Regions from separate parts of the Mus musculus genome. Here regions 1 and 3 are each linked to region 2. A link is a contact called in public HiChIP or PLAC-seq and promoter capture Hi-C data. All regions are on one chromosome and are shown on one strand. The core of a region is the stretch at or near the end of the contact, and the rest is flanking DNA. Distances in the headings are between cores, read along the strand shown. Region 1 has its middle 15 kb from the start of Arhgap23. Region 2 holds the start of 2410003L11Rik (RIKEN cDNA 2410003L11 gene). Region 3 holds the start of 1700001P01Rik (RIKEN cDNA 1700001P01 gene).

Region 1 (3,181 bases), core at 567-3,066, 160 kb before region 2:
TTTTTTAAAAACTATTTAGATGCAGGGTTTCTCTGTGTAGCCCTGGCTGTCCTGGAACTGGCTTTGTAGACCAGGCTGGCCTTGAATTCAGAGAGCTCTGCCTGCCTTTCCTCCTGAGCGCTTGGATTAGGGGCGTGCACCAGCACTGCCTGGCCTGTCTGTTTTATTTTGTGAGACTAAGTCTTGCTTTGTAGCCTCGATTGGCCTGGAGTTTGCAGTGTACACCAAGATGGCTTTGAACTCAGAGATCTGCTTGCCTTTGCCCCTCAGGTGTCATATGCCACTATGCCTGACCTAGAACACTTTTGTGAATAATACTTACGTGTTTTCTGTGCTTTTGGGTTTGTAATTGTTGGATCATATAGTAATTCTACATTGATATTTTGTTTTGTTTTGTTTGTTTGTTTTCGAGACAGGGTTTCTCTGCATAGCCCCGACTGTCCTGGAACTCACTCTGTAGACCAGGCGGCTTTGAACTCAGAAATTCGCCTGCCTCTGCCTCCCAAGTGCTGGGATTAAAGGCGTGTGCCACCACTGCCTGGCTGATTTTTTTATTAATTATTTTATTCATTTACATTTTAAATGATATCCCCCTTCCCGGTTACCCCTTCACAAAGTCCCCATCCCCCCCCATGAATTTTTGATGCATTTATTTATGTATGAGTACTGTATTTGCATGACAGAAGAAGACATCAGACCGAAGAGGGCATCAGATCCCATTTCGGATGGTTGTGAGCCACCATGTGGTTGCTGGGAATTCAACTCAGGACCTCTGTATAAGCAGCTAGTGTCCTAACCTAGGCCTTGTTATTTTGATACAGGGCCTCTCATTTTTCTAGAGCCCAACAAGTAGGCTAGGGTTGTCTGGTCAGTGAACCACAGCGAACCATTTGTTTTGCCTCCCCAGCACTGGGACAACACCGAGATTACATACACACTGCCACACCTGGACGTTTTTGGGGGGGGGCGGGGGGGGTTTGAGACAGGGTTTCTCTGTGTAGCCCTGGCTGTCCTGGAACTCAGAAATCCGCCTGCCTCTGCCTCCCGAGTGCTGGGATTAAAGGCCTGTGCCACCACGCCCGGCTTTTTTTTTTTTTAACTTTTATTTATTTATTTTTATTAACTTGCTTGGGCTTGAACTTGAGTCCTTATTCTCCCAAGGCCCTTTACTGACTGAACTATTATTCCATCCCAGCAGTTTCTGAAAGCCTGCTCTGGACAAAGGCACTCTAGGGCAAATCCACTTCTGAAAAGCAGTAGCCTTCATCCTTAGGAGCTGTCTGTCCAAAGGGAGAGGCTGCAGTTTCTTTCTCCTGTCACTAGGGACAGATAGATGCAGGCCAGGTATTCCAGAGACCCCAGCCTGCCATGGGGCTACAAGCCCTTACTCACAGGGAGCTGCCAGAAGAGAGGACACCCAGAAGACCGAAGACAGCGCAGGGGTGTCTGGGTGGAGGGATTGTGGTGGGCCCTGACCCACACTGGCTGTGGTTGCCTTGGCAATGGCCTGGGTGTTTACTTTGTGGCTGACTCCGAGCTCCCTCTCTTCAGTAAGTGCTCATTTCCCACAGAGAGCAAAGACTCTGCCTTCAGCCCCGCCCCCTCGGCGTCAGCGACCTCCTGCTGGGCTCTCGCGTGCCAGCCTGGCATACTCCTCCTCTACTGCCACACTTGGGGTCTCATGTTGTCCATTCCCAGAGGGCCTAGAGGCCAGGTCTGTGGGCCTTCTTCCCCCTGTGAGGGAAGGGAGTGTGTCTCAGCCAATAAATGCCTCGGGTCAGCTGTGGGCGGAGCTACGGTGCCTCTGTAGGTCAGCAGTGGGAGGGGCCATGATGGCAAGTTCTGCATGTGCCTTGTCACTGTGTCTTGTGCAAGCCTAGCTGAGTAGCTACGTGGCTGGATATTAAACAGCTTGCATTTTCAAGCTCCTACTGTGTACCCTGGGTCGGTGCTGAGATTTTCATTTTTTGTTTTTGAAACGGTTATGCTATCCTCTAACTGTCCTGCTTCCTCAGTTGAAAGTACAGACAGGTACTATCACACCCTGCTAAGGCTTTCTTTTGTTGATTTAATCCTTCCAACATCCTTTGGGTGAAAGTTTGGACCCACCTTCATTTTGTGTGCTGACTCCTGTCTGCGATTGTTCCTTTCCCTCCTGGACAGATGGTGGTTGGGTGCCAGGCATGGAAAATACTCCCCTGCCCCCTACCTCAGCCTCCCTCTTCCTTGGCTATGACCCACTTTGAGAGGGGCAGGGATCACTGGTGTGTCACTGTGGTCTGAGAAGGAGAGCCCAGGTAGGGAAGACCTTTTGAGTCACCTGGTGCCAGCTGTCTGGAGCAGCCCAGGGTCCCCTGCTTCGCTGCCGATGTGATGCATGTCAGTGGAGGGGGTGGGAGCTTCAGCCTGCCTGGCCTGCTTGTCAACTTGGCCTGTTAGGGCATGTCAGAAGGGGCCTCTGCTCGATCGAAGCTGGGAACTGAGCTGTGAATGGGGCTAAAGGGTGGAGGAGGCCCAGGAGGCACTGCCCTGAAGGGAGGAGACTAGGCCAGGGGGCAGGCATTGTCTGTCACATGCTCCCATGGCTACCTTAGCCCTACCTCTGGATTTGTCACTGTGTGTGAGGTTGTGGGTGGCTACGGGTCTGTGTTTGATGGTGTGAGAGACCAGATGGATAATTCTCGGGGGTGGGGGTGGGGGCTCCTATTGGTCACCTGCGGTTCGGGGACCTAAGGTCTCGGAGGAGGTGCTGAGCAAGCAGAGGAAGGAAGAGCGGGCGGGCCTGACCTTGAGCCCTGTGACTCTGGCTTCCTGAGCTCAGGCTCAGCAGTGTATCTATCAGCTTCCCTCCTTCTGTCCCTGACCCTCGGGCTCTGGGCAGCTCTCCTCCCTGCCCCTGGTTCCTGGTGACTCTGCAGACTTCTTTTCCTCTGCTTTCAACCCTCGTCTCCTGGAGGGCTAGCCTGGGACAGCCCATTACCCATTACTGCTCTTCTTTGAAGTCCAGGCCCCTGACAGCATGTCAGGATTCCCCTTTGGGTGTGAGGACTGCCTGACCCGTGTCAATGAGAGCAGCTGGCTGGGCCAGAGTCTGGAGCTGGGGGACGCTGGAGGCACTCCTGACACAAGGGCCCTGCTGGCAGGGACTGTGCGTGCCTTAGATTTCCAAGGGGTCTCACCC
Region 2 (3,446 bases), core at 295-2,794:
TTGTAGCAGATGTGCAGCTTGGTCTTCATGTGGATCCCCTAACAATTGGAGCAGAGCCTGCGGTTCATTCTGTGGCCTGCCATTGGATCCCCTTCCCCATGCTGGACTGCCTGGTGGGGCCTCAATGGGAGGCTTTTCCTCCTGCTGGGATTAGATGTCCTAGGGCCTGTTGGTACCCAAGGGGGGCTCCCCCTCTCTGAGGAGAAAGGGAGGGGATAATAGGGAGAGGAAATTGAAGGTGGAATTGGAGGAGGGGCTGTGTTTGGGATGTAAAGTGAATAAAGAAATTAATGAAAAAAGAGATGTCTCCTAATCTTAAATAAATTAATATATTTCTAAAAAAAAAAAAAAAAAAAAAAAAGAAGGTAGCCCTAGTACACAGGCATACAGTACCATTCTTACACAAGACCCTATATCAAAAAGTAACAAAAATTATATTAGTTCTGCCCCTAATTTTTCATAAGCTGAATCAACACCAATAACCATCCTAGAAAACCATTTTGCAGATCAAAAGTCGAATTCTTTTTTTTTTTTTTTTTTTTTTTTTGAGACAGGGTTTCTCTGTGTAGCCCTGGCTGTCCTGGAACTCACTCTGTAGACCAGGCTGGCCTCGAACTCAGAAATTCGCCTGCCTCTGCCAAGTCAAAAGTCGAATTCTTATTGGCTTACATACTCAGGAGGCAGAGGAAGGTCGATCCCTGTGAGTTTGGGGCCAGCCTGGTCTATAGTTCCAAGACAGTCAGGGCTACACAGAAGAAGGCTGTCTATATACATACATACATACATACATACATACATACATACATACATACATACATACAATTTAAATAAAAATAAAGTCAGCATGGTAGCATAGCACATGTCTTTAATTCCAGCACTCAGGAGTCAGAGGCATGAGAATATGTGATTTTGAGGCCAGACTGATCTACAAAGTGAGTTTCAGGACAGTTACACAAAGAATTCTGTCATGAAAAACCAAAGAGCCAAAATAGTAATAATAATAATATCAAAATAAATTTAATTATTTTCTGTTCCTTTTTAAAAATACATTTATTTATTGTGTGTGCACATACCTTCTTGAGTGCTGCTGTTTTTTATTTATGTATTTATTTATACTTTGTGTGTGCGTTTATTTTATGTATACGGGTGCACCACTGCTGTCTTCAGACACACCAGGAGAGGGCATCAGATCCCTCTTACAGATGGTTGGGAGCCACCATGTGGTTGCTGGAAATTGAACTCAAGACCTCTGGAAGAGCAGTCCGTGCTCTAAACCGCTGAGCCATCTCTCCAACTCCGTGTGTGTGTGTGTGTGTGTGTGTGTGTGTGTGTGTGTGTGTGTGCATAGAGGTCAGAGGACTTGAAAAGGCAGTTCTCTCCTGTGGTGGTTTGAGTGAGAAGGGTCCTCATGGATTCATATATTTGAATGCTTTGTCTGAGTTTGGGCTGACTTCTGGGAGGGATTAGGAGGTGTGGCCTTGCTGTAGGAGGTGGGTCATTGGCAGCTGGCTTTGAGATTTCAAAACCCAGAGCCTTTCCCACCCAGTTAGCTGTCTTGTCTCCTTGATGGCTGCTGTCTCAACATAAGTTCTCAGCTCCTGCTCTAGAGCCATGCTTGCCTGTTTCCATGCTTCTCCAGACGATGGTCATGAACTCTGCTGCCCTCCGGAATCATGAGCCCCAGACTAAATGCTTTCTTACGTAAGTTACCGTAGTCATGGCGTTTGGTCTCGATGCGACAGAATAGTAGTTAGCTAAGACACTTCCTGGCGATCCCAAACTAGGGTCCTCTGGCTTGGTGGCAAGAGTCTTCACTTGCTGACCCCTCTCTTGGGGCGTCGTTTGTTTTTATTTTTGTGTATATGCTTATTTGCACATGGGTTGTGTGCATATCTGTGCAGGTATGTTAATGCACATGTGCGGAGGTCAGAGGATAACCTTGGACGATATGATTATACACTTTTCTGCTTTTTTGTTTGTTTGAAACAGTCTCACAAGCCTGGAGTGTCCCCAAGTGGGCTAAGCTAGCTGGAAGCTACATGGGGCGGAGACTGGACGTGCACGCCATCTTGCTCGTGTTCTGCCGGGGGTTGGGGAAACTAACGGGCTTCAGACTTGTAAGGCAAGCACTTCATTGACTGTGTCATTCCGCTGGCATTTGGGTGTTGTTTTCTCTTGTTTTAAACGGGGTCTCACTGTGTTAGAGTGATATTTTTGTACATTGTGTGAAGATGTGTCTCTGTCCTTCCTTGCCTGCCTAAGGCACCTTCTGATTGGTCAAAATAAAAAGCCTATGGCCTATAGGAGAAGGTAGAATAGAGAGGGTGGGTCATCCAGCGCAGAGAGAGGAACTCTGGGAAAGTCAAGTACCGGAAGACCCGCCACCAAGAAGGAAGTCAGGCTTATGATGCAAGGAGAGGAAACCAACCATGTGGCCGAACTTAGTATAAATGAGTTAATTTAAGAGCTAGTTGGGGAGCAAGCCTAAACTAAGGCCATAATCATCGTAAATGAAAATAAGCCTCCAGCCGGGCAGTGGTGGCACACGCCTTTAATCCCAGCACTTGGGAGGCAGAGGCAGGCAGATTTCTGAATTCGAGACCAGCCTGGTCTACAGGGTGAGTTCCAGGACAGCCAGGGCTGCACAGAGAAACCCTGTCTCAAAAAACAAACAACCAAACAAAAAAAGAAGAAGAAGAAAATAAGCCTCCATGTCATTGTTCGGCAACTGGGGCGTACATGGAAAAGCCTTCGGGTTACAACTACGTATCCCTGGCTAGTCTACAACTCAGTGTGTAAACTATGCTGATCTGTAGAGACCGACCTGCCTCTGCCTCTCGTAAACTATGCTGATCTGTAGAGACCCACCTGCCTCTGCCTCTCAAGTTCAGGGGTTAAAGATGTCCACCACTCCCTTCATTTTGCTTGTTTTTGAAATTGGTTCTCAAATTACAGCCTAGACTGGCCCGGAATTCACAATGTAGATTAGACTGGTCTTAAACCCATGGTAATCCTCCTGCCTCATCTTCCCAATTAGTACAATTATTGGCTGGAGCCACCTCAACCAGCTTAACTATAAATGTATATGAAGGTTGGACTTGGTAGCATGTGTCTGTAATCTTAGCACTCCGGAGACTGAGGCACAAGGATCAAGAGTTTGACACTTTGCCAGCACCTGGGAGGCAGAGGCAGGCAGATCTCTGTGAATCTGAGACCAGCCCAGTCTATAGAGTGAGTTCCTGGACAGCCATGGCTATGTATAGAGATCATGTCTCAAAAACAGAACAAAACAAACAAAACAATAACAAAAAGAGGTTGATGCCAGGATTGGAGAGATAGCTCAGAGATAAAGAGCACTAGCTGCTTTTCCAGAGGTCCTGAGTTCAATTCCCAGCAACCACATGGTGGCTCACAACCATCTGAAATGGGATCCAATGCCCTCTTCT
Region 3 (3,371 bases), core at 815-3,314, 180 kb after region 2:
AGGCGGATTTCTGAGTTCGAGGCCAGCCTGGTCTATAAAGTGAGTTTCAGGACAGCCAGAGCTACACAGAGAAATCCTGTCTCGAAAACAAAAACAAAAACAAAAACAAAAACAAAAACAAAAACAAAAAAAAAGAAAGAGAGAGAGAGAGAGAGAGAGAGAGGGAAAGAGAGGGAGGGAGGGGAGAAGGGAGGGAGGGAGGGAGAGAGAGAGGATGAAGAATTAAATAAATGAAATTCAAGTTAGGTGGCATAAACCACTAATTCCAACATTCAGGAAGCAGAGGAAAAGGGATTGCTTCATGTTAGAGACTAACTTGGACTACACAGCCAGACTGTAGCTCCAAAACAAAAACAAAAAAATAAAAATACTGACATTCTTTGACATACACATCTCTGGCTCCTGTTATCAACGTGACAAGGAGACAGATTATGTGTGTCTATGCACAGGCACTGTACATATAGGCACACACAATATTATGGACCACAGAAATCCCCCAGATCTGTTTCTAGTGCAACCTGGGAGGCCCTTCTTGCCTTCAGATCACTGAAATCAACACATACTGAAGGCAAAAGTATTGTGGATAGCTCTGGGGCTAGTTATATTTGATGTTAATTCCATTCTCCCGTGAGGGGCCGTGAACAAGGAATGGGTCAACACTCTCTCCTGATTTCATGTTACCCTGCTTCCCACCTTAATAAAGGAGAGCTGATGATTGGGTAGATAAAAGGGAAGGTGGAGCAGAAGGTGGGGAGAGAAAAGTAGAAAATGGGAGAGAGAGAGGATGCAGAAGAGGAGGAGGAAGAAGAAAAGCAGAGCACATGGCCTGGAGAAACTGCAAGTTCTATCTAAGGGGTCTCATAGATATGGAAGTTGGTAGTGTAGCAGTAGATCTGGCCAATCTAGGTGCACAGCATGTATTCATATTAACTGAGTCATGTTTTCATTGACAGGGCATATTTGGGTTGGAGATTTACCAAAACAGGGAGGTGACGTGGGCTGGACCCCTGCATTCCCAGCCATTAGTTGTTTTTGTTTGTTTGTTTATTTGTTTTTTAATGGGTGTGGGGGGGGTGTGCCTGACCTCCTCCATGTGAGGTAGGTATTGTACCAGTAAGCTACATCCTCAGCCACTAACTAGACTGAGGATCAGTTGAGCATAAGAGCTCAAGGACAGCTTGTGATACAGCGAGACTACATCAAAACAAGAAGTAAAAAAAAATTTTAAAAAGTGTTGGGAGAAATGAACTGTCAATGGACAGCCTGAGATCTATGATCCTGTATAAGTAGGATGTCTGCAGAGATGGGGCAATGGCTTCCCTTGGGCTCACAGGTGCAAGCCAGCCTTAACCCGGTGACTGTGACAGCATAGGACAAGGCAATCCCCTTTGGTTCACAAAGCTTATTGGTAGTTTCTGTGGGTTTTGAAGATCCGTAGTGAGGTCACAGCTAAGCGGCCCCTGTGACGTCACAAAGACAAAGAAATCTATTATTTGTCTGTAGAGACTTGGCTTTGCGCCTTATCCTCTGCTCGCAGAAACAAGAAATGAGACTGTAGATGGGTGGGGTTCTGGGTAGAAAGGACCAAATGAGCTCAGCACCAGCACTCCTCTCTCATCCTGCTCCTCTAACTCACCAAAACAGCCGCAGGGTGCGGGCCTCAGCGGTGCACAGCGCCCGGTAGCTCAAGGCCCAGAATTAGAGGGGTGCGAAACCTCGAAGTCCTGGGCCACCAGGACCCAAACCCACAAGCTGACTGCCTGAAGTCGCAGGTGCTCCGGGATGCTCCCACACCTACCTGATCAGTTTTCCGCAAAATGGGCGGAACCACGCGGCTCCGGAAGTACCGACGACTGTGGTGGTCCAGTTGAGGATTATAAGGCGGAATTGCAGACCACAGCTTGGGCCTCATGATGCTGTAGGCCTGGGCCATTGTGCTCACAGCTACCCCATCCAAAACAAAAGATTTTTCGAGTCGCCGAGGACTGTTGTAACAACAAGCCATCCTAACCACCGCAGTCTTCGAGTCTGAGAGCTTTCTGGAGCCTTAGATGGGGACTTCACTGAGCATTGTTACGTCTGTCAATTACCTCCCTGAGACACAAACCCTATTGTTATTTCAGGGTCACCACCACGCCCATCTTATCGTGATGCTGGAACTTAACCCAAGGAAGGCTTTATGCCTGGGCATAGTAGGAAAGCACTCTATACCAAGCTGCTACAACCCGAGTCTTTTGCTTACACTCATTCATACACACACACGTTTTAACATTTCATATGTATATGAGTGCAGGTGTGCCCGAGTGGGAGTTGTGTGGTAACTGAGCCGGCGTAGTGGCAGCGTCCCAAGACAACCAGGGCTATACAAAGCCAAACCAAACCAAACCAACAACAAATGGTAATCGAACAGTTCCTCTACGAAGTAGTGCAGTCCAGCATTTCCAGACTCAACACTCAGACTTAGTAAATTTCCTGGCTGACTTTTCCCCATTTGTCCACATTTTGGCCAAATCTTCTCAGAACCCTCCTAAGTTCAGTCTAAGTAGCTAAGGTTTAGAAGGGTCTCTGCAAACCAGGCATGGTGGGGGCTCACTTGGTTTTTTTGTTTGTTTGAGACAGGGCTTCACTGACTCGCTGGAACTCACTTTGTAGACCAGGCTGGCCTCGAACTCAGAAATCCGCCTCCTGAGTGCTGGGATTAAAGGTGTGCATCACCACTGCCAGGCAAGCCTCAAGTTTTTGATAGCTACAGTGTTGCTATTACAGGCACATGCCACACCTGGTATCAATTCCTTACTCAGTAGTTCCACTTGGATACTTTGTCCAACAGGGCCTCAAAAATGTACTAACTCTGCTGGATTCAAGGAACACAGCTAAGGACTTTTATGTTCATGCCTTTTATCCCAGTACTGGGGAGGTAGAGACCAGCTGGGACTTCCAGGGCAGTTAGAGAAAACTTGTCTTGAAAAAGGCAACACAAGACCCGATAGTCTGCAGTAGAAAAGTTTGACAGGTGTAGGCCTATAGATCCCAGCAGGAGGGGACACAATACTGCCTACTCTTAGAGGACATAGGGCTCAAATGACACCAGTTATAGGGATGACTTCCTCTGGCCAAGGGCTGGTACACATTCCAGCACCCCCACAGCTAAATCCAGCAGAAGCAGGATTTTAAAGTGGGCCAAAGGTGGGTAAACACAGCAAATACTACACATGACCAGGCTGGCCCTGAACGTAGAGATCTGTCTCTAGGTGGTTGGACATCACTACACGGGCGACTCTATACATCATTCTGTGGACATTATTTTCTATTCTTTTTAAAAAGATTTATATGTATACAGTACTCTGCCTGCATAACTACAGGCCAGAAGA

What was found. HiChIP or PLAC-seq counts read pairs in DNA pulled down with a chosen protein or histone mark. Capture Hi-C pulls out chosen DNA fragments and counts their contacts.
Region 1: an H3K27ac HiChIP or PLAC-seq map of embryonic stem cells shows a contact between it and region 2, with 6 read pairs. The contact joins the enhancer-like site here to the promoter of 2410003L11Rik in region 2. A contact is called at or near these places in 1 of 39 promoter capture datasets (cranial neural crest), 3 of 484 Hi-C or Micro-C datasets (embryonic stem cells and nephron progenitors), 9 of 115 datasets of contacts at active chromatin or transcription factors (embryonic basal ganglia, embryonic stem cells, epiblast stem cells and 1 more) and 2 of 9 other capture datasets (liver and macrophages).
Region 3: a promoter capture Hi-C map of liver shows a contact between it and region 2. The contact joins the promoter of 1700001P01Rik here to the promoter of 2410003L11Rik in region 2. A contact is called at or near these places in 2 of 39 promoter capture datasets (the HPC-7 cell line and embryonic stem cells), 2 of 115 datasets of contacts at active chromatin or transcription factors (embryonic stem cells and stem cell-derived neural progenitor cells) and 1 of 9 other capture datasets (liver).

Annotation. Positions count from the first base shown.
Region 1 is chr11:97,433,460-97,436,640 of GRCm38.p6, forward strand. It overlaps a transcript of Arhgap23 not described here. Among named protein-coding and RNA genes, the nearest start is that of Arhgap23, 15 kb to the right of the region's middle. Within about 2 kb of position 1,817, at least 374 of the 459 cell types and tissues checked have an H3K27ac peak or open chromatin away from gene starts, as enhancers often do. A contact at or near this core is called in embryonic basal ganglia, embryonic stem cells, epiblast stem cells and 4 more, where this site is marked.
Region 2 is chr11:97,596,967-97,600,412 of GRCm38.p6, forward strand. It overlaps 2410003L11Rik (RIKEN cDNA 2410003L11 gene), which reads left to right and starts at 1,545. Exons shown (of 4, transcript NR_045496.1): 1 at 1,545-1,701.
Region 3 is chr11:97,773,854-97,777,224 of GRCm38.p6, forward strand. It overlaps 1700001P01Rik (RIKEN cDNA 1700001P01 gene), which reads right to left and starts at 2,065. Exons shown (of 3, transcript NM_028156.2): 1 at 1,799-2,065. The coding sequence starts at 2,005.